Regions from separate parts of the Mus musculus genome. Here regions 1, 2, 3, 4, 5 and 7 are each linked to region 6. Evidence: chromatin contacts called from public Hi-C, HiChIP or PLAC-seq and promoter capture Hi-C data. All regions are on one chromosome and are shown on one strand. Each heading gives the region's core, a stretch centred on a gene start, on an enhancer-like site or on the middle of the called end of the contact. The rest is flanking DNA. Distances are from core to core; before and after follow the strand shown.

Region 1 (2,700 bases), core at 110-2,609, 1.5 Mb after region 6:
TACATTTATTTGTTCAGTGTGTGAAACCAGAAAACAAAGCTTAAGGCAAGATTAGGTCTTCGAGGTAGCTAATTAGCATCCTCACGGATACCAGGGTTTAACTTTGCCTCTTGAAAAATGTGGTACAAAATTATAGTAACCACACATCCACTTAAACTATTCCTATTCTTCAGACCCATGTTGTTTTGTAATCTAAAACACAACAGATGATCAATGAAAATAGCATTCAAGAAAGCATATTCCATTTCAGACAACCTGCCCTCTAAAATAAATTATACAGCACTATCCATGTCTCAGATTTCGCCCGGGGCGGGGGATAATGAGTATCTTTTTATTTGAAACATCTGATCTTAAGTTTAGTAACTCCAGCTCTGGGGTCCAACCACAAAAAGGCGAGCTTCCCAATAGCAAGGTGCCACAGAGAATGAAATAAGATCACGATATATCTACAGTCATACATAAACTACGTTATCAATGATTCAACTTAGGTCCCGAGTTTTCAACAATGTACATCTAAAACCAGAAACCACAGTTAACTTTCATCCAAAGGTTTGCCCCAGTGTCTGTTGCTACACACGAAAAGTGCTCCAGACTCCCTTAGACGTAAAGACACAAGCAACCGAATAATCCTGGAAAGAGTAATTTCAGTTCATCTGAAAGATCTGGTGCTGCAAAAAGGGCTACAGTTGGGAACTCTTGGAGCACAAATTCTCTTGGGACTCTGCCCCGTACAGACTGTGCCTCACCTGGAGAAAGTTATGCATTCTGAGTTTCGGTTAGCTCCTCTGTAGAACACGGGGTCTACCATCCCTGACTCGGGTTGTTTTGAGACGGTGAACTTTTTGTAAACAAAGTCTTTTGTGTTCCTTAAACGCTTCCCGCGGGGCTCCGGGACTGGGGATTTACAAGGCTCGGACCTAGGGCGCCAAGGCGGAAGACGCCTAGCAATTGGGGATCTGGGGCTGTGCTCCTGACTCTGTAGTCAGGGGCCTGGGGCCAGGACCAGAGCTCGAGCTGACACCTGAGGTCAGCAGGACCCGCACCGGGGCCGAGGCGTGCGGGACTGGGGTCCGACAGCAGGCAGGCAGGCAGGCGCGACACCCCGGGACCCGCTTACCCGGCTCGCCGTACGGGATGGCCTCGGCCCAGGCGCTCGGCTCCTCCTCCTGGATGTCCAGGACCCTGTCGATGGACTTCTGGGCCTGGGACAGGGCCTGCTTGGCGAAGCTGGACAACTGCGAGGCATTGAACCAGCTCATGGCCCCTCCTCAGCGCCGGCTCCGGCCGGCTCCGGCGGCCTCAGCGGCGGCCCCGGCCCCACCGCCTCCCGCGGCCGCGCGGCGCTGCGAGCCTTCCGCACAGCTGAGCCGGGCCCCGCCGCGCATGCGCCGCCCTTCCACGTACACAACCACCAGATCCGGGAGCCGAGTTCCGCCCAGACGGAAGGACGGAGGCGGTAGCGTGAAGCCACATCCGGGAGCGGAGCGGAGCCCTTAGTTACCAGCCGCCTCTGGGCTTCATGGCCGTTCTCAACTGAGGGACGCGATCTGCGCCGAGGCCCAGACCTCCGGGAGCGACCAGAGCCGCGTGTGCCTCGCTATAATCCCGGCGGCTAGGCCTCACACTTATTAATCTTGGTACTCAAAAAGTAGTTGGCCAGTTCTCGCCTGGCCTGGATGTCTATGCCTGACTTGATGGGCACGGTCCCCAGGTCCTGGAACATTAACAGATGAAACCACCTCCCTCTCAACCTAATTCTGTCATCTGAATGGCGTTCATCAGCACACTCCTATGTTAAGAGGTGGGGCTTTAAGGAACTTTCTGGGTCACGAGATGACTGTGACACCCACGGGAAAGAGATGAATGCCCTATTAAGAGGTGCCTACGCCCTCTCAAGCATAACATACCAAGGTCACGCCAGCCATGAACTAGAAATAGATGGCTCTCATCAGCTGTGCTCGTCTTGGACCTCCCAGTCACAAGAACAGTAAAAATCAAGTTTCTGTAGCCTATGAGCCAGCCACTTTATGGCAGTTTGTAACAGCGGTTTGGATGGGTTAAGCCACTTGGCAAGCAATAAAATATTAACCCATCAGTACATACTGTGCACACTGCCTAAAAGATACAGCTTGTATGCTCTCTTTCCCACACTTGGTCATGGGAGAAAATTTAAAGTCGATGGCCTTCCTTGTCCAGTCAGCAGCTGTTTGGTTTGGTTCTAATAATGCTAAAGAAAAATTTTCTACCAGCATTTAAAGGCTAAATTTAATTCAAGCATTAGCCCTTTGTGAAAAGAGACTCCTACCCTACACAAAGAACCACGGGTACTTAAGGAATGCCGAAGCTAGGAATGGGGTAAATCTTCCCCTGGGAAGGTTACACACTACCAAATGAGCAGCCCCGAAATCATCATACAGACTGAGGGTTGTACTAATTAATGCATTTGAGAACGCATATGTATACACACTTATATACTTAACAGTTAATAAAAGAGACTTAATTTGAGAGAGAGCAATAGAGGTCTATGAAAAAGTTTAGAGGGACGGAAGGGAAAGGGGAAATGTAATTTTATCCCCCAAAACATTCCCTAGGACTACCAGAACTACTAACAGGATGGCTTAAAATGACAGAAATGCTTTTGTGGTTTGGAGCCAGAAGTCTGAAGTTGTTCACTGGAGCTGTCCTCCCTCTGAAATCTTC
Region 2 (2,700 bases), core at 170-2,669, 1.5 Mb after region 6:
GTGCAGACAGACAGCAGGAAGCCAAGGTTGAGGTAAAGATGGAAAAGCCTCAAGGTGGCGTATGAACTCAAACCCCAGTAATGCAATCTGAGAGATACGAAGAGAGCGCTAAGCCTCGGCTGCGAGCTGAGAAGCAGTTGATCTTATACGTCTATATTTTCTTCTTTATGTAGTTATCTTATTGTTATTAGAAAATAACATGCCAATTATAAGCCAGATCAGGTGGTGCAGACCTGTAATCCCAGCTGCCAGGGAAGCTGAGGTAGGAAGACAGAGTTCAAGGGTAGCTTGGGCAAGTTGCTGAGGTGCTGAGACACACACCCCTAACCCAGAAAAATAAAACCAACAAAACAAAACAAAACAAACAAGATAAACCAAAACCACCAGTTTGAGGACACAGCTTCATGATAGAACCTTTACCTACGCATGCACAAAGCCCTGGGCTCAGTCCCACTAGCACACTCAACCACAAAGCCATGAAGCACATGTCAACTGGGCACGGTGGCCCACATCTGTGTTCCAGGACTTGGGAGGTAGAAGCAGGAGAATCAGGAGATAAGGTTGTCCTTATCTGTGCATTAAGTCTGAGACTATGGTGGGATACATGAGACCCTACCACAGGAGGGAGGGAGGGAGGGAGGGAGGGAGGGAGGGAGAGAGAGAGAGAGAGAGAGAGAGAGAGAAAGAAGAAAGGGAGGTAGAAAGGAAATGTAAATGATAGACATTTCTGCTTTAAGGTTATGTCACAAGCATAATATGCTAAATATAATAGAGGGAATGTATTATTATTTTTTCACCCACTCAATATATTGTCAATATCTTCTCTTTTGTTTTTTTGTTTTTTGTTTCTTGAGACAGGGTTTCTCTGTGTAGCCCTGGCTGTCCTGAAACTCACTTTGTAGACCAGGCTGGCCTCAAACTCAGAAATCCACCTGCCTCTGCCTCCCAAGTGCTGGGATTAAAGGTGTGTGCCACCACCGCCCAGCTATTATCAATATCTTGTGCTACTAAATTATAAGTCACATCTAGTAGTGCCTGTCTGTATACTTAAGCTTTTTAATCATATATACATATATGCACATATATTACTATAGTACCTGGGATATATATATATATCCCAGTCCAGTAAAGCATTGTTCACATAGGTTATTCCTAACAGTGTTTCACACACACACCACCAGTGTGGATATATCTCAGTCTTGGCAAGATTGTTTATTACCTTTGTCTTCTCAAGCTTGCAGGGTCTCAGTGTTGTCTAGGATTTTGAGTGAAATAGGCAACTGTGATTGTCCTGGCGGGGATGGCACTGGTGGGAATGGATGTTCTGAAGACAAAAGGAGGAAGGCACACAGTTCATTAGCTACACTGTGGTACATCAACAGAGGGCAAGGCAGTAGAGAGAGCCCATCTGCACACAGCCACTCTGAGAGGGGCTGCTTTCATGCTGGAAGGGGAGTGAATTTCCATGCCGGCAGGCAGGCAGGCAGGCAGTGGCTCTCAATGTCACAGTGTCCTGGAGTAATTGCAGTTGGAGCTTGTCATGGTTAGAGGCTGTAATGGTCTTGCCCTGAGTCAGAAGTAGCTCAGCATGATGATTATCCTAAGCTGGCACCTGTATTTTCTAGCTGGGGCTTGTGTTTCCCCTTTTCTGAGAAGATAAGAGTCCTTAGACTCCTGAGACTGGCTCAGAACAGCAGTTGGTCCCAGAACAGCATTCCTAAGTGTTAGAGGCTGTAGTGTGTTTAAACTACAGTACACTACTCTTTCCATTGTCTAATTCTCTGCATGCTCACGCTCCCCCAGCCCTTTTCTGCTTTAAAGACAGGCTCTCACTATGCAGTCCTGGCTGGCTTGGAACTCAGGCTGTAGACCAGGCTGTCCACAGAGACACACTGTTGCTCACAGAGATACACTTGTCTCCACTTCCCGAATGCCGAGACTAAAGATCTGCACCCACACATCCAGAGATTCTTTGCTTTTGTTAAGTGGAGAGCTTTAGCTTCTTCTAAGCAGTTTTACATTCATTCCAACCACCTGGCAGCAAGGATAAGAGACTTTCACTCCCTACTCAAATAGCTGATGTTTCAGTAGGATCAGAGCTAAAATGTAAAGGAATTTTCATTTGGAAAAGGTGGTGCACATATGTAACTATAGTACCTGGGAGGCTGAGGCTGGAGGATGGTGGGTTTCAAGGCCAACCTGGGTGTTTTAGTTGCTTTTCTATAGTGATGATAAAACACCACGATAAAGGCAACTGTTGTGCTCTTTTAGCTAGTTATTGGGTTTTTATGTCTACCACTCTTCCAACCCTTGTTCCACCCTGACTCCTTCCGACTTCAAACACTAGGTAGGAGAGAAAGAAAGTTAGAGGGGAAAGGGGGCATAGACCTCAACAGGCTACTTCTTGCTGACTAGGAGAATTGGGTTCCTTGTGGCAAGTCCGATCTGTCATCAGACTATATCTAGCAGTACAACAAACCAGTAATAGCAAATGCAACAGCAGATGCAGCAGCAGCAACAGCAGGATGAACAGGTGGGAGCAGAGGGGGCAGCGGGGAGGAACAGCAGGGAGGAGCAGCAGCCATGAGCAGCAGCCACACCAGGCCCTCTTGGAGCTCTCCCATTTATACCTTCTCCAGAGTCCCCAGAATTAGACTATCTACAACTGGCAAAGATCACACCCCTGCTAGTGCACAAGGC
Region 3 (2,700 bases), core at 193-2,692, 1.0 Mb before region 6:
TGCCAGCCATGCGGAAAAGAGCTAACAGCCACACTCAGACATCTCCAAGAACTGTCTCAAAGCTTCTCAACTCCTGGCTTCTTCAGGACAGGGTCCCTTTTGCCCTGGCCAATGCCAAGTCAAGCCACCACGATTGTCTGGTGATCAGGAGACTGCAACACATACTCACTAATACACAGTATAAATAGCATGAACCCTGGAGATGTGAGTCACTGTCATTCATTACCAACTGAAGGTAAGTTGAGGGAACTCAAGACACCTAAGGGCTGGGTTACATACAGCACAGGAGAAAAGATACAGCCATGGATCCCAATCCCAACACAGGCTCCTACACTCTGCCATTGCGTCCGTCTCACATGCACACAAATTCGCTCACCTCCACTCTACACACACACATATTTCGCGCTCCACAGCACTCTCACTCAGTTTCAAATCACAAACCGGTGGCTCACCTCCACGGCCCACACTCGCTGACTTCCAGACTTCACGAGGCACACTCGATCACCCTTACAGGATCACTCATGTCCTGCATCCTCTCCACAACACACGCTCGCCGCAAGGCAGGCTCCTCCAGAATCACGCTCACCTTCAAACCCCAGAAGCAGAGTCCTCTCTCCCGAGCTCCCACGCGTGACCTCCACTCGGCCACCCACAAGTCTCCCCAGCCCACAGAGCGCACTCCGCACCCTCTCCGGCTGAGCACACCAGCAGCCCCGTCTTAGTGACAGCGCCCGGACGAGAGGCAAAGGCGATACTCACAGGCTGCGCGTCCAGGAGGGCAGGTCCCGGGGCAGCGTCGCCAGCCCGCGCCCACTGCAGTCCAGCGAGTCCCCGGCGCAAGTGCAGGCGGCCGCGCAGGGGGCCCGCGGGCCAGCCTGGGCGCCCGCTGACTCCGGCCATTGCAGTAGCAGCAAGAGCAGCCAGAGCAGAAGGCGAGGCGCAAGGCGCGGGGCTCCGAGCACTCCCGGACCGGGCCGCGCCATCTTGTCTGGAACGCGCCGCGAAGCCGGGGAGCGAGGGCTGCGAGGTGCGGGCGGCCGCGGGCGCGGGCTGCGCTCGGAGCTAGGCTCCGCGCCGGGACATGGACGCCCGACTCCAGTCGGCTCCGGGGCCGCGGCGCTCAGCCGGCACGCTCTGCCCGGGCCGCTTCGCAGCACCCTGCGGGGACCGCCACCCCCGCGCCCATCCGGGCCGAGCCCCGCGCGCGGCGAACTCTGTGGAGTCCCGCAGTGAGTGCCCGGCCGCCGCTGCTCGTCCTTCCCGCCGCGCTGAGAGTCGCCTTCAGAGCTCGGGCGCACGCCGAGAGCCGCCGCCTCTGAGGACTGAAAACGCTTAGCCTCGGCCTCTGCGCGTGGCGCGGGCGGGCATCTCACTGAGGGCGCTGAGCTGATGATAGCCGTGGACCCCACGCGCCTGCCCGTCCCGGAGCGGCCGGAGCGCACCGTGCCTCAGCGCTGCGAACAATCAGCGGCCAGCCGCTCCGCGGTCCAGCCCCGCGGCCCCAGGCCCCGCCCCGGCTGCTCGCCCTCACACACCCCTCCGATGGGGCCCCGGGGCGCAGATCGGCCCACGTTGGCTGCAGGGCTACAGCATTACGCCCCGCCCTGCCCGTTGCTCATTGGCTCCTGGAGCGCCTTTTTGGCGTCCTAACCCATAAGAGCGCTCGCTCCCTGAGGTCCCGCCTCCGCTCGCTTTTCCCACCCAAGGTGTGAAAGGCGGGGACGGGGCGGGGAAAAGGAGAGGCGTGCTGCCTCCTCTTAAAGGAGACTTGTAGGGTTTTGGCTACCAAGTACCAGAATCTGGAAAAGTGGCCTAAGCTTCGGTCCATTGAGCCTAGGAGAAGAGAGAAAGTTTGTAATCCACGGGTTTGGGAGCTATCTGGACCCAAGGTTTATTCTGCTCTCCTAAACTAAAAACATCATGGTGGATTTACAGCAAACGAGCACCCTTTTTCAGGTGCCTTGCAAAAGAAAAAAAAAAAAGATTTAAAACTTGCTTTCATGAGTTTCTCAGCTATTTCCTCAGAGGTGGGGCCCCCTTTCCCATCTGTGCTCCACACTCGTTCTTCTTGATATCTTTAATCCAGAAATGTGTCCTTGACTACCGAAATGACTGTGTGCTGCAGAAATTGAATCTTGAGGGCACGCCCACTTCCCCGCCCCTAGTTAGTTGAAGGATAGTTCGGGAAGTGCTCTGGACTTGGATAAAGGGGGTTGCTGTGGTGGTGTGTTTTGTTATTGAAAATCAGTGCCTTTAAAATACAATTTCCAAGAAATTATCCGTGACGTGCTCTTTATAGACAGTGAGAGAGGTGGGGGGAGGGAGAGAGGAGAGAGAGAGAGAGAGAGAGAGAGAGAGAGAGAGAGAGAGAGAGAGAGAGAGAGAACCTGTTAGTTTGGCAAACACGGATCAGAATAGATTGATAGCCGCCATGTGAAACAGTGCTTGGACATAGGCGAGCACACGCGCGCGAACACACACACACTTAATGGAGTGGGGCGGGGGGGCGGGGGGAAGAGATTAGCACTGTAATACATATCTGCCGCCTCTGGGCGGTTTGACTTGCTGATGTCCGAACTGCACACAGGGTCAGGGAAACTAAGGCGCTGGAGTCTTCTGGAAAACATTTGTTCCAGCACGGTTAAATCTAACTTAGGCTTTATAGAAAGGGAGTAGGAACGCTGTTCATCGGGAAGAAAA
Region 4 (2,700 bases), core at 174-2,673, 1.2 Mb before region 6:
ACTGACACAGTGATTGTACAAATTTATTAGGGTAGTGGGTGATAATTCAATACACCCACACGATGTGAAATGGCTAAGTCAGCCATTAGCATGTATAATTCCTTAAATATCATTTCTTTGTGGGTCATCTTTGAAATTTTCTATTTTCTTTTAGTTCTCTATAAAAATATATAACAGTGACTAGGTAGGTGGAACTATATATGTAGCCTTTGTGGCTACATCTATACTGCCCTTGCATGTTCAAGACCCTAGAAAGAAAACCCAAATTATTATCCAAGTGTAATGGCTCACATCTGTAATTCCAACATTTGGGAGGCAGAGGCAGGACAATTGTTATGAGTTTGAGGTCACCAGAACTACATAACTACATTGCCAGTTCTAGCCTATCATAGGCTACAGTGAAACTCAAATACCAACTGAAATACACACACACACACACACACACACACACACGTAAGTAAATTGTAAACTAGCAATCCTACTGTCCTGCAGAGCAATGGTACTTATTCTTCCTGTCTTCCTCCATCTACACGAGGGCCCTGCTAGGTAAACACATATTCTACCATTGAGTTACACTCACTATTAAGCTGTATTTTTTTAAGTATTAAATTCTATTTATTTCACTATCAACATATTAATATGTAATAAAATATAATATGCAAAATATATGATATACAATAAATATTAGGTATGTCCACAGACATTGGGAGACAGCTTGTGGGAACTGGTTGTCTCTTTCACCCTATGGGTCCCAGGGAGTGAACTCAGGTTGCAGGGTTGGTGGCAAGAGCTTTTACCTGCAGAACCATCTCACTCGCCCTATCTAATAGGAATTTGTTAGTTGTCACCTCCAGAATTGGAGGCAAGCGCCTTTACCTACTAAGCTATCTCACTGGCCCTAACTAATTGTATTTTGATAGCAGCTACCTCCATCCTTCTTCCCTTCGTAGTCTCTAGTGATCACTCTCCTACTTTAAGTACATTAATTTAAAGAGAAATAAACGTCAGTACAAATGGAGAATACTTTTTTTTTTTTTTTGGTAATAAAAACGTATTTTTGTTTAACATTTTTTTTCTTTCTTTCTGGAATTGGATCAACAGAAATCCAGCCAGCCTGCACAGATAAAGCGAAGGAATAACGGACTTGGATTGTGAGTAGGAAACCACAGGGCTGGCCTTCAGGTACAGGCAGTGCCGCCTGGTCCCAGTCCTGCCAGCTCTGGTCTCTCCTCCGGGGTCTTTCGTAGATCCCATCCGGGGCCACAGGCTTGTGCGAGGCTCTTGCCTAGCGCCTCCGGAGCCGGCTGCTGAAGGACAGGAAGCCGGAGAAGCTCCAAACCCCAGGGTCCTCCAGGAAAGGCTCAGCGACCAGCACCGAGCGACGCACGTGCTTTTGTTGTGGTGTGACGTCACGAGTTCTGCCCCGGAAGTAGTTGCTCCATATCCCGCCCCAACATGGCGGCGCCCAGCTCTTTAAGTCAGCACCTGCTTTTGCCCAGCTTGTGATTTTTAACCTTGGCGGCGTTGGGAGACCATGGACGCGCCGGGCTTCACGGCCTCGCTGGTGGTGAGTACCGGGTAGGGGTGGGCTGCTGGGTGCAGGCTGCGTGGGAGCTGTGGCGGCTTCTCTGCACTGCCGCTTTCTTCCGGGTTTAAGCAGTGGTCGGTCTGTCCTCAGGTCACTGGCTGCTAGATCTAGGACCAAGCCTAGAGACGTCTGGGAAGTCTGTTCTCAAGGCTTGGTGGCTTCTGATGGGCTTTTAGAGATGAGGTATGCTTGACACATTGTCTTATTTACTGAAGGCTTCAGTAAATTAAGACTTCCCTTGTACACCATATTCACCTGAACTTGGGAATTAAACATGCAAATACACACTATTCAGGAAAACACTTACGACCCATCCATCCAAGATACTAGCTTGTCTTTTTGAAGTTTCTACACATTTAGTTCCTAGTAATCTGCTCATTTTTCTCCACGTTTAGGCTTTGAAGAAATACTGAGCATAAGTAGTGGTGTTGTGGAGTCGATGGTTTATTGGCTAATTCTGTCGATTTATGAGAACCAGTGCTTTTTGAGGGGCCTATAACAGCAGGTCTAGCAGGAGATAATAGATTTAGCAGATGTAAGAGAGACTGGTTAACTTTGATTTTATTCTGGAAGAGTGAACAGAAGCAGACAAGAAATACCTTCATTTTTAAAATGCTCCTGCTAAGGGCAAATAGAAGCCCAGGGGCATTTGTTTACAGAACTAGCTACTGCTCTGATGGAAGGGTTGGAGATAGAGTGTTGAACAAGAGAAACCTGCCCATAAGAGTTAGATGTAGGAGACAGTACAGAAGTGACTGCTCGGGTAAGTGACAGGTGGACTAGGTTCAGGACATTATGGGAAGAGGTGATAACAGGTTATGGGCCAGGCATCCTAAATATATGAGATTCATTTGTGTTTGGGGAGATGGCTCAGTAGTTATAGCATCTGTAGTTCAGTTCCCAGAACCCTGGGAAATGTTGGGTGGGTCTGGTGGCCCATGTGTAATTCCGGTGCTCAGAAGGTGGAGACAAGGGATCCCTGGAGCAAGCTGGTGAGCTAGACTAACCTTTAGTGATCTCTAGATCCTTTGCTTCAGTGAAGAAAGAGGAGAGACAATGAGAAAGACTTCTGACTCAAGGTTGGGCTGCACACACACACACACACACACACA
Region 5 (2,700 bases), core at 201-2,700, 1.5 Mb after region 6:
TGCAAAGGACACGATAAGCTCTGGTCTGATCAAGCCTGAAATTTATTTCCTGGACTTCAGTTTCTGCTTAATGCTCACTACTGTCTTCTATCACACCAATGTGACAACATGCACCTGTGTCTAGCAGGTGGCCCCAAAGAAACCATACATAAGAAATCTGTCTTCTTTCTTCTCAATCATTTTTAAGTGCAACATTAAAATTTGTCCTTTAGAACCATCAAGACGGCTTATCAGGTAAAGGTACCTGCCACCTCGCTTGACCTACACACACACTCACACACTTACACACACACACACACACACACACACACACCTAATAATAAAAAAATGTAATTAAATTTTAACTGTGCTTTATACAAAACTCATGCCAGCTCTAGTTTTTAGATAAGTATCTCAAGAGAGGACTCTCTTGAAGATTCCTTCTTAGACATCAATTTTCAGGTGTCATCACTGATGCCCAATGCACATACAGTGTGCCCACGTTTTCAGTCTTGGGTTTGGCTTAGTGTATGGCCAGATTTCTTCAGAAGTGGGGAATCTTTGACATTATATGTAAAATATCGTATGTGCATAAGTAGTCTGGAGAAATGTGGAGTAGAATTTGGACAAGCTTCTCAAAAGGAGAAGCCAAAAAAAAAAAAAAAAAGACAGAAGAGCTGTTTCTGTGTTAAACCATTACATGTCATTCATGGCTACAGACCACCAACTCCACACAGAGACCCTGGTGCCAATGTTGAAAGAGAAACACTGACAAGAGGTTATCACCTTCTCCCCACTACCTTGCAATTATACTATTTTTTCAGAAAGTTACAGCCTGGGCTAGAACTTAATATTATAATTTAATTTAGGTGTGCCAAAATCCAAAACAGAATCACACATTTCATTCAGTCTTGAGAAATCACAATTGCAAAACACTACCCTGCCAGCCCAGTCCCGGCAGCCATTTGTGTCCCACACAGATCCCTGGTTACCTCAGACTGCACAAAACTGACAGGAACTCGTTCATCTTCCAGCATGCGTCTAGACGCCTTTTGCAAATACATGTAATCAACGAGAGACTTATGGTTGAAGTTTCCTGTGGGTGCCTTGTCTGTTTGATCCTTTTGGATCATCCCCACAGGAAGGTGGGGGTCAGGGGCCATGACTTCCATCTCTGACTGCAGTTCCTTCAGCTCTTCAGGGGATAAGTTGGCTAGGAGTTCGTCTTCATCGAGCTCCTCACTAAGGGTGTCTTCTTGCTCCGAATTCCTGCTGTGCCCCGACATAGTTTACTTTTTTTCTATCTGTTTCTAGATCACCAGAAAAGAAGAAATAATCCAATATGATATATTTTAAAGAAGGAATCAGTATGCAAACACCTCAGTGTCTTCTAATTAACAAATATCTTAGGCCAACCCACCCTTGAGAGATTTTCTCACTCAATGGTGTTGGTTGAGCTGCTGGGAGTGACTATAGCTCAGCTCATGTGGGATCTATATTAAGCAAGGTTTTCTGGGCAGAGTCAAGTTGTGGAACTACTACATGAGTCCCTTTTTGGCAACTTGAGTCATCTGGACAAATCCATCTGACATTTCAGTACAGCTGCTGGGCTAGACAGCGAGTAGCCGGGCTATGGAATCTCTGCAGGAATAAACGCATTCTTTTCTAAAGCCCTCCCACCCCAGGGAGCCCACACCCCATGCTCTAGATCTCCCGGGGAGCCTGCTGCTGCTTATCTAAACAACTCACAAAACATCAGAATGAAAATCCAGCCAGCAAATGCAGTTTCTCCTGGAATAGAAGCGTCGTCCCCTGAAGGTGGCCGGTGAGCTGGGCTTTGCCTGATCTTTCCAGCAGGCTCTGGAAGCCGTGCCTCTGAAGGGAACAGCTCAGGTCTTGCTATGGTATTCACCCCTGTGTAAGTGAACCGGTGCAAGCTGCTCTTATCTGCACCTAGATCCTGTGACCTGACAGATGGGGATAACAAGGCCCTGAATTTCCATGTAAGGGAGAGGGGCCATGTAAGGGGTTTAAAACCATTTATGTCTTTAGTAAGTGTTTATCAAACCTAGCTAAATTAAGATGGCTCTGAAGAGAATGTTTGTAATCATACTGTTGAAATACTGGGAGAAAAGGGACATGAAAAGAGTTTCTTTGTAAACTGTGGGGGAGGGACACTAATTTTTTTCAAATTGCTAACATACATTTATGTTGATCCAACAACCCTACCTTTTGAGGTATATACCTCAGATACACTCCCACCAAGGTGAAAGCACAATTGTATACATTAGCTGGCTACACAAAACTCTAAAACAGTGTGCATGACAGGATAGTCTTGAGACAGTAAGTTAAACAAATGTACATAAATAAAAATAAGAGCCAGGCCAGGTTCTGGATGCCTTTAGTCTCTTTGTACTTGTACTCAGGAGGCAGAGGCAGGCAGATCTCTGTGAGTTCAAGCTCAGCCTGGTTTACATAGCAAGTTCCAGGACAAAAAGGGCTACATAGAGAGACCCTGTCTCCAACACAACCCAAATAGATAAATATAAAAATATCAGTGAGATAGATTATTGAATAATAAATAAGAAACCAAACATTTCACGTGATTTTAGGGAGGGGTATAGGTGTCTAGAGGGCTGGGCTGGAGAAAGGCTTCACCATTATATATTTATATATTTCATATATATTATATTTTTATATTTTTTTCCAGAGACAAGAGTC
Region 6 (2,700 bases), core at 75-2,574:
CCATGTTTCTCATCAATTCAAACCTACTGCAACAGCACCCCAGCTCTTGTTTTTTTATATATAACACTTAAATAATGAACAGGACTCAGATCGCCTGGAGATCTCTCCTCACTCTATTATAGCAGGTATCTGTGATTTTAATTAGACAAACCGCCATCCCTCTCCTTTACCCACCATACTGTCAAGTGCCTGTTAAGGATATTACAGTAATAACTATTAGCGCCTCTTAAATTCCCATTAACAATAACAGAGAAATGGAATGTCAGGTAATGAAAAGAAGAAAAAAAAAACCTTCACAGATGTCATAATGATCCAAAGTTTAGAGAAACAAAAAAAAAATCATTAGTAAGTTATTTTCTTTTCGTTTTTCCTAGTGCCCTATGCATGCCTTGGTCAGAATGTAGTGATTTGCCTCTCATTGGACTGGAAAGTTTTTCTTGCGGGGGGGGGGGGGGGTTGGGGGGGGAGGCGGGGCGGGTAAACTAGAGAAAGTAGGAAGACTAGTAGTTGGATGACTTCTCCCAAGTGTCAATGCCAACTCACAATTTCCCTTCCAAAGCCTCGCTACTGCGACGCTTGCAATGGAAGAAGGTAAATTCAACAAGAGAGCAACGTGGAGGAAGGAGCTGCTGAGTCTAACACTAGTTAAGTCTCTAGGAGGCACGGACCAAGTGGGCAGGCAGGAGTTTTCACACAGGCCTTTCATACAAGACTCCACTTCTACTATCCTCCTGGACCCCTGCAGGTCCCCACAGACAAGCACAAGGGGGTCACAAGCGACACCCCGCGGGGTTGACTGGGGCAGGTGAGCTGCCTCGGGAGTCTGGGGAGCGAGCACGTGGCTGCCGAGCGAGCTCGGGCTTAGAGCCGCCCCCGGGCAGAGCCAGTAAGCGGCTGAGAAACCTCTGCGTTCCAACAGTGCGCCCAACTTTTGGGAACTCGCCCCCAGCGCGGGGTGCCAGTGCCCGGGCAAGGCTGATGGGAGCCATTAGAACGATCCGGGTCGTGGGGTGTGCACTCTGACCCCCGCGATCCCCGACACCTCGGACGCCGCACAGCCCGCCGCGCTGCGGGGAGCACCGGATCGCCAGGGGTCGCGCGGGGCGAAGAGGCCGCGGAGCATGGGGCACCACGGCGGGTGGCTCGCGTGGCCCGGGCCGCGCTCACCTGGGACCTGACCGCCAGGAGCGGCCGCAGCGCTCGCTCTCGCAGAAGCTTCCCAGCCTGCGCCGCGATGGCCACCGGGGACGCCATCTTAACCAGGAACCTGAAGAGAGGCGGCGAGGGGGAGGGAGGGGGCGGAGGAGGGAGCCCGCCCGGGCCCAGGCCTCGGGAGGGGGCGGGGCAGGAGAGGAGGGACGGAGCTAGAAAGGAGGGGCGGGGCGGGAGAAAGGGCGGGGAGGAAAGCGGGTGCAGTAGAGAGCTGGGGTGAGGGAATTGGGAAAAAGAAAGGAAGGAGGGGGCTGGGGGCGGTGGAAGACCCCCCCACCCACTCCTCACCTTGTTACCCCTACCCCCCACTACCTTCACCATCTCACCCCAAGGCCATGTGGCTTCCCAGAGCTTACTGCATCTTGCCTGGCTTTCAGGCAAAAGCAGATCTCAGCCCCAGGGGCACTGACTTAAAACTGGCCCTGGGAGTGACAGATTAGACCTTGACACTGCAGTGAGGGCTGCTAGGTCTGGCCCTAGGAACTGATACCACCTTCAGAGGACACACCTTGGAGAGAGTAATGTTCCAAGGGAAGGAATTAGGATCAATGCTACCCTTAGTTCCTGGGCCATGTGGGGGCACAAGCTTGGGTGTGGGTGTTGTGAGTGTACTGGGTTTTGGTTGGGTAGTAGTGGTTTGTTGTTTTGGTTTTGGTTTTTGAGATAGGGTTTTTGTCTATCTTCCATTGGCCAGAAATTCATCTCGAACTCCTGACCCTGCCTCTACTTCCAAAATACTGTGATTATAAACAGGCACCACCCTGTCTCTTTGCGAAAGTGATGGAGGGTTTTGGGCCTACCTTAGTGACATCTGTTTTCTTGCTACTTAACCTTAAATTAATAAAAAGCTATTGCTGGATTTTCTACTCTACAAGGAGAAAAGTGTTTGTGTACAGTATCCAGGCTGCTATGCACTTACATAAAATACAAATCACAGTAACAACTAGTATGTACCAGACATTGAACAATTAGGAACACATTTAAGCTTCATGGCGACATTTTAGGTAGATGGCATTTCTATACTCATTCTGCAGAAGAGAAAACTGAGGCATACAACAGATAAGAAACATAACAGGGGCTAGATAATGAGATATGAGATTCAAACTCATGTTTCACCCCCTCAGCACTACTTGGGGATATTTTTTAATTGGGTGTTGGGTTTGTTTTTGTTTTTTTATGATCACAAGACAGACAAGGGACACTATAGCAACAGTCCCCTCACAAGAGTGTCCTCTGTCGGCTTCCTTTAAACTTCCATTTGATGTAAATTCACATTGACAGAGAAGCTGTAGGAACATTACTCCAAGAGACCCCAACAGTCTTTATGCCGCTTCACCGAGGATTTACATTTGGCCCACATCTGTCCTTGATAAGCCTTTTCCTCCTCAAAACCTTACCCACAGAATCTATTCTCTTTGTGTGTGTGTGTGTGTGTGTGTGTGTGTGTGTGTGTGTGTGTGTGTGTGTGCGTGTGCTGTGACTTGCCCT
Region 7 (2,700 bases), core at 198-2,697, 1.4 Mb after region 6:
GCTAGCCTAAAACCTGAGAAAAATAAAGTACGTTACCTTAAGAGCATGCCACAAGAGACTAGTTACTATTTTAATATAAAGGAACAACGTAGAGAGAAAAATGACCAGCAAATCCCTAGCCAGAAGCCCGGAGATGAAGATGCGTGATTCTCCTCAGTGAATGAACACTACTAAGTCTCTCAAAGCAAAGTCAGAGCCCAGGGTCCCCTGGACATAGTAACCCACGGAGCAGACACTAGTGGTGAGCAGGAAGGAGGTAGCCCGCTTCACACCACATCACTCAATCCAGACCAACAGGATAATTAGCAGAGAAAACATTCCTAGGACCAAAGCCTGTTCCTGGTTCTCATTGCAGTAATCCTGTTCTCTGATTCCCGGGGCTGCCTGGACCAGTGCCAACCTCAGGATCACAACAGGCCACCCAGCCCTTGGACTAACCTTCTAGGTCGCGGCTTGGAGCACTAGGTCCTAAATTTCGGGTATCCAAATCCACAGCTCTGCAATGCGTTCTGCCGGTTAACAAAACTTGACCATTCATGGAAAAAAGTAACCCTTGGCCGTGGGGAAAATCTAAAGGAGCAGATCAGAAAGTTGGCTTTTGCAAGGGAGGGCATGTACCCACTTGCATATGCTGGGTGATGGTTCCCTGTGGTGCATGAAAGTACAACTTCAGGGCCTGGCAGAAAGCCTTCCCGGAGTTGAGTTCTCTGGCAAGACTTGGCAGGGATGAAAGCTTTAGTAGGTTAGGCTACCGCGTCTTTTTGCACAAAACGGTCAATCGCGCTCCACTCGTGTGTGGCTTGATTGGATTTTCACGGACCTAAAAAGAGAAGAGGAAAAAAAGGTAAAAATCTGAACGCCGTAAACCATGAGAGCTGGGGTTACTAGGACTACCACATGAATGGCTTAGGGCATTGCTGGGCAACAGAGCCAGCAGCGGACAGATGAAGTGCATCTGGGACTCAAAGACTATCAAGTCCCAAGGTAGGCAAGCAGACAGAGCTCAGACAGAGCTCGGCTGCCTGAGGCGCCGAAGTGGCAATCCTGCTGTGGCGATCCTCCGGTTGTCTGCGGAACGTCAACCCCTCCCCTGTGTAGCGGAGTCAGCCCCTCGCGCCCGGCAGCAGCCAACCCTGCCCCGGGTGCTTGGGGAAGCAGCTGTCTTAGGAGACGCTCGGCTCCCAGGTGTGCCTGGAGAAGCCACTCCGCCCCAGCATGGGGATCGAGGCAACAGGGCAGGCCTGGCTGGGCATCTCCCTAGCCTACAGCCACCGATCAACTCCTGGTAACCAGCTGAAGGCCGCGGGCTGGGATCAGAGTCCCAGAGTCAGGCTGCGGGCCCACGGGGGTGCAGGCGCCGGCCAGGAACAGGCGGGGAAGGCGCGGGGCCCACCTGCAGCTTGACTAGGGAGCGGCGGCGGCGGCAGTGGCGGCAGCTTGGGAGTAACGAGACGTCACCGCCGGCAGCCGCGAACCGGAAACCTCCGGCGCCCAAGCCGGGCCAGGGGGCGCCCGGGAGCTGCCGCGACACCTTGGCCCGGGGCTCAAGGGCGGACCGGAATGCCTTGACCACACCCAGCGACCAGAGTCTGGAAGGCACTCTTGGACACCCATCAGCCAAGGTTACGGACACCCTGTGACCCACAGCCTGATCCACTGGGGACACCCGCCTACATCCCCTCCGGGACGTGGGACACCGGGGTGCAAGTCCCTGGCTGCTCCTCCAGGCGCTTGGCAGGTCTCCAGCACCAGAGAGTAGGCAGGCAGACTACGGGACTGTTTACATATCACTCAGGGTTGTAATTTTATTGCTTTCCCATTCTGAGCAGAAGTTGCTGCCCTGATTTTCAAATGAGACTGGATGTAGTGGGACACTCTCTGGTGGGTAGTGAAAATACTGTAGATTCCAGGGAATTGTACCTGTCCATGAAGTGTCCAAGTCCAATGGCTACTCTTGTTTAATTTTTACGTTTTTGCTATTTCATGATGATTTCTAACTGCTTGTTTAGGTGATGATTACGTGTATGCATATCTCCCATTCTCTTCCATTCTTGACACCTTGCAGTTCCAGCATGCCTTCTGGAGCATGGGGGAGACAGCCATTAAATTATGATTAAAGGGTTCAAGGGCTGACAGGTGGCTTAGAGTTTTCAAAGCGCTTGTGGGAGCAAGCCTGACGACCCACGTTGAATCCTAGGATCCTACCACGAAAGGGGAGAACCCACTCCCTGACCTCGTTCTCTGACCTCCTGGATACTCACACCTTCCTATACAATACTAATAAATGAAAAAAAGGACCCAGCTTATATTAATGGTGTCAAAATAAACATGCTCAGATGCATTCAGTTCACAAGGCTTACATGTCTTATAAATTTTAAGAAGCTACTATGAGAACTGAAACCAGAACTGGTGGTACAGGCCTGCTGTTCCAGCTACTCCACAGGCTGAGTCATGGAAAAAATTTAAAAAAAATAAAAAATAAAAGGAAGTTCAAGACACCCAGACAACTTAGTGACCACGGAGATGAGTGCTATCCTAACATGTGCACGACCCCAGGTTCAATCCCCAGTAACATACAACATACACATGGGCTGGGCACTTTAGGGAAGGCCTTTCTTTAATCCTAGCTAGCACTTGGAAGGCAAAGGCAAATGGATCTCTGTAAGTTTGAGGCCAGCCTGATCTATGTCGCAAGTTCCA

What was found. Promoter capture Hi-C pulls out the DNA fragments that hold promoters and counts their contacts. Hi-C and Micro-C count contacts between places; a contact is called where the count stands out from the background. HiChIP or PLAC-seq counts read pairs in DNA pulled down with a chosen protein or histone mark.
Region 1: a contact with region 6 is called in a promoter capture Hi-C map of pre-B cells, with 6 times the contacts expected there. The contact joins the promoter of Tmf1 here to the promoter of Suclg2 in region 6. A contact is called at or near these places in 7 of 39 promoter capture datasets (the 3T3-L1 cell line, the C10 cell line, cranial neural crest and 3 more), 4 of 115 datasets of contacts at active chromatin or transcription factors (astrocytes, embryonic stem cells, stem cell-derived neural progenitor cells and 1 more) and 2 of 9 other capture datasets (adipose tissue and liver).
Region 2: a contact with region 6 is called in a Hi-C map of the G1E-ER4 cell line, with 4 times the contacts expected there. The contact joins the enhancer-like site here to the promoter of Suclg2 in region 6. A contact is called at or near these places in 2 of 39 promoter capture datasets (the C10 cell line and pre-B cells), 2 of 484 Hi-C or Micro-C datasets (B cells and the G1E-ER4 cell line) and 1 of 115 datasets of contacts at active chromatin or transcription factors (extraembryonic endoderm stem cells).
Region 3: a contact with region 6 is called in a Hi-C map of CD8 T cells, with 8 times the contacts expected there. The contact joins the promoter of Lrig1 here to the promoter of Suclg2 in region 6. A contact is called at or near these places in 3 of 39 promoter capture datasets (cranial neural crest, liver and pre-B cells), 1 of 484 Hi-C or Micro-C datasets (CD8 T cells) and 1 of 115 datasets of contacts at active chromatin or transcription factors (pancreatic cancer cells).
Region 4: a promoter capture Hi-C map of pre-B cells shows a contact between it and region 6, with 6 times the contacts expected there. The contact joins the promoter of Slc25a26 here to the promoter of Suclg2 in region 6. A contact is called at or near these places in 4 of 39 promoter capture datasets (the C10 cell line, hippocampal neurons, liver and 1 more), 5 of 484 Hi-C or Micro-C datasets (CD4 T cells, CD8 T cells, the G1E-ER4 cell line and 2 more), 1 of 115 datasets of contacts at active chromatin or transcription factors (thymic regulatory T cells) and 1 of 9 other capture datasets (liver).
Region 5: a contact with region 6 is called in an H3K4me3 HiChIP or PLAC-seq map of pro-B cells, with 6 times the contacts expected there. The contact joins the promoter of Lmod3 here to the promoter of Suclg2 in region 6. A contact is called at or near these places in 2 of 39 promoter capture datasets (both in liver) and 1 of 115 datasets of contacts at active chromatin or transcription factors (pro-B cells).
Region 7: a FOXA1 HiChIP or PLAC-seq map of pancreatic cancer cells shows a contact between it and region 6. The contact joins the promoter of Eogt here to the promoter of Suclg2 in region 6. A contact is called at or near these places in 4 of 39 promoter capture datasets (the 3T3-L1 cell line, hippocampal neurons and trophoblast stem cells), 1 of 484 Hi-C or Micro-C datasets (B cells), 9 of 115 datasets of contacts at active chromatin or transcription factors (astrocytes, differentiating embryonic stem cells, embryonic stem cells and 3 more) and 1 of 9 other capture datasets (embryonic stem cells).

The regions. Positions count from the first base shown.
Region 1 is chr6:97,177,765-97,180,464 of GRCm38.p6, forward strand. It overlaps Tmf1 (TATA element modulatory factor 1), which reads right to left and starts at 1,360. Exons shown (of 17, transcript NM_001081111.2): 1 at 1,118-1,360. The coding sequence starts at 1,259.
Region 2 is chr6:97,224,737-97,227,436 of GRCm38.p6, forward strand. The region is part of intron 1 of Arl6ip5 (ADP-ribosylation factor-like 6 interacting protein 5); the gene reads left to right. Among named protein-coding and RNA genes, the nearest start is that of Gm52868, 4.3 kb to the left of the region's middle. Within about 2 kb of position 1,420, at least 14 of the 459 cell types and tissues checked have an H3K27ac peak or open chromatin away from gene starts, as enhancers often do. A contact at or near this core is called in the G1E-ER4 cell line, where this site is marked.
Region 3 is chr6:94,698,703-94,701,402 of GRCm38.p6, forward strand. It overlaps Lrig1 (leucine-rich repeats and immunoglobulin-like domains 1), which reads right to left and starts at 1,443. Exons shown (of 19, transcript NM_008377.2): 1 at 760-1,443. The coding sequence starts at 983.
Region 4 is chr6:94,498,891-94,501,590 of GRCm38.p6, forward strand. It overlaps Slc25a26 (solute carrier family 25 (mitochondrial carrier, phosphate carrier), member 26), which reads left to right and starts at 1,424. Exons shown (of 10, transcript NM_026255.5): 1 at 1,424-1,567. The coding sequence starts at 1,535.
Region 5 is chr6:97,251,307-97,254,006 of GRCm38.p6, forward strand. It overlaps Lmod3 (leiomodin 3 (fetal)), which reads right to left and starts at 1,451. Exons shown (of 3, transcript NM_001081157.2): 1 at 972-1,451. The coding sequence starts at 1,265. It overlaps Gm32191 (a long non-coding RNA gene), which reads left to right and starts at 1,598. Exons shown (of 4, transcript XR_869294.2): 1 at 1,598-1,804.
Region 6 is chr6:95,717,522-95,720,221 of GRCm38.p6, forward strand. Suclg2 (succinate-Coenzyme A ligase, GDP-forming, beta subunit) reads right to left here and starts at 1,325. Exons shown (of 11, transcript NM_011507.3): 1 at 1,168-1,325. The coding sequence starts at 1,254.
Region 7 is chr6:97,147,439-97,150,138 of GRCm38.p6, forward strand. Eogt (EGF domain-specific O-linked N-acetylglucosamine (GlcNAc) transferase) reads right to left here and starts at 1,448. Exons shown (of 18, transcript NM_175313.5): 1 at 1,394-1,448; 2 at 439-820; 3 at 1-13.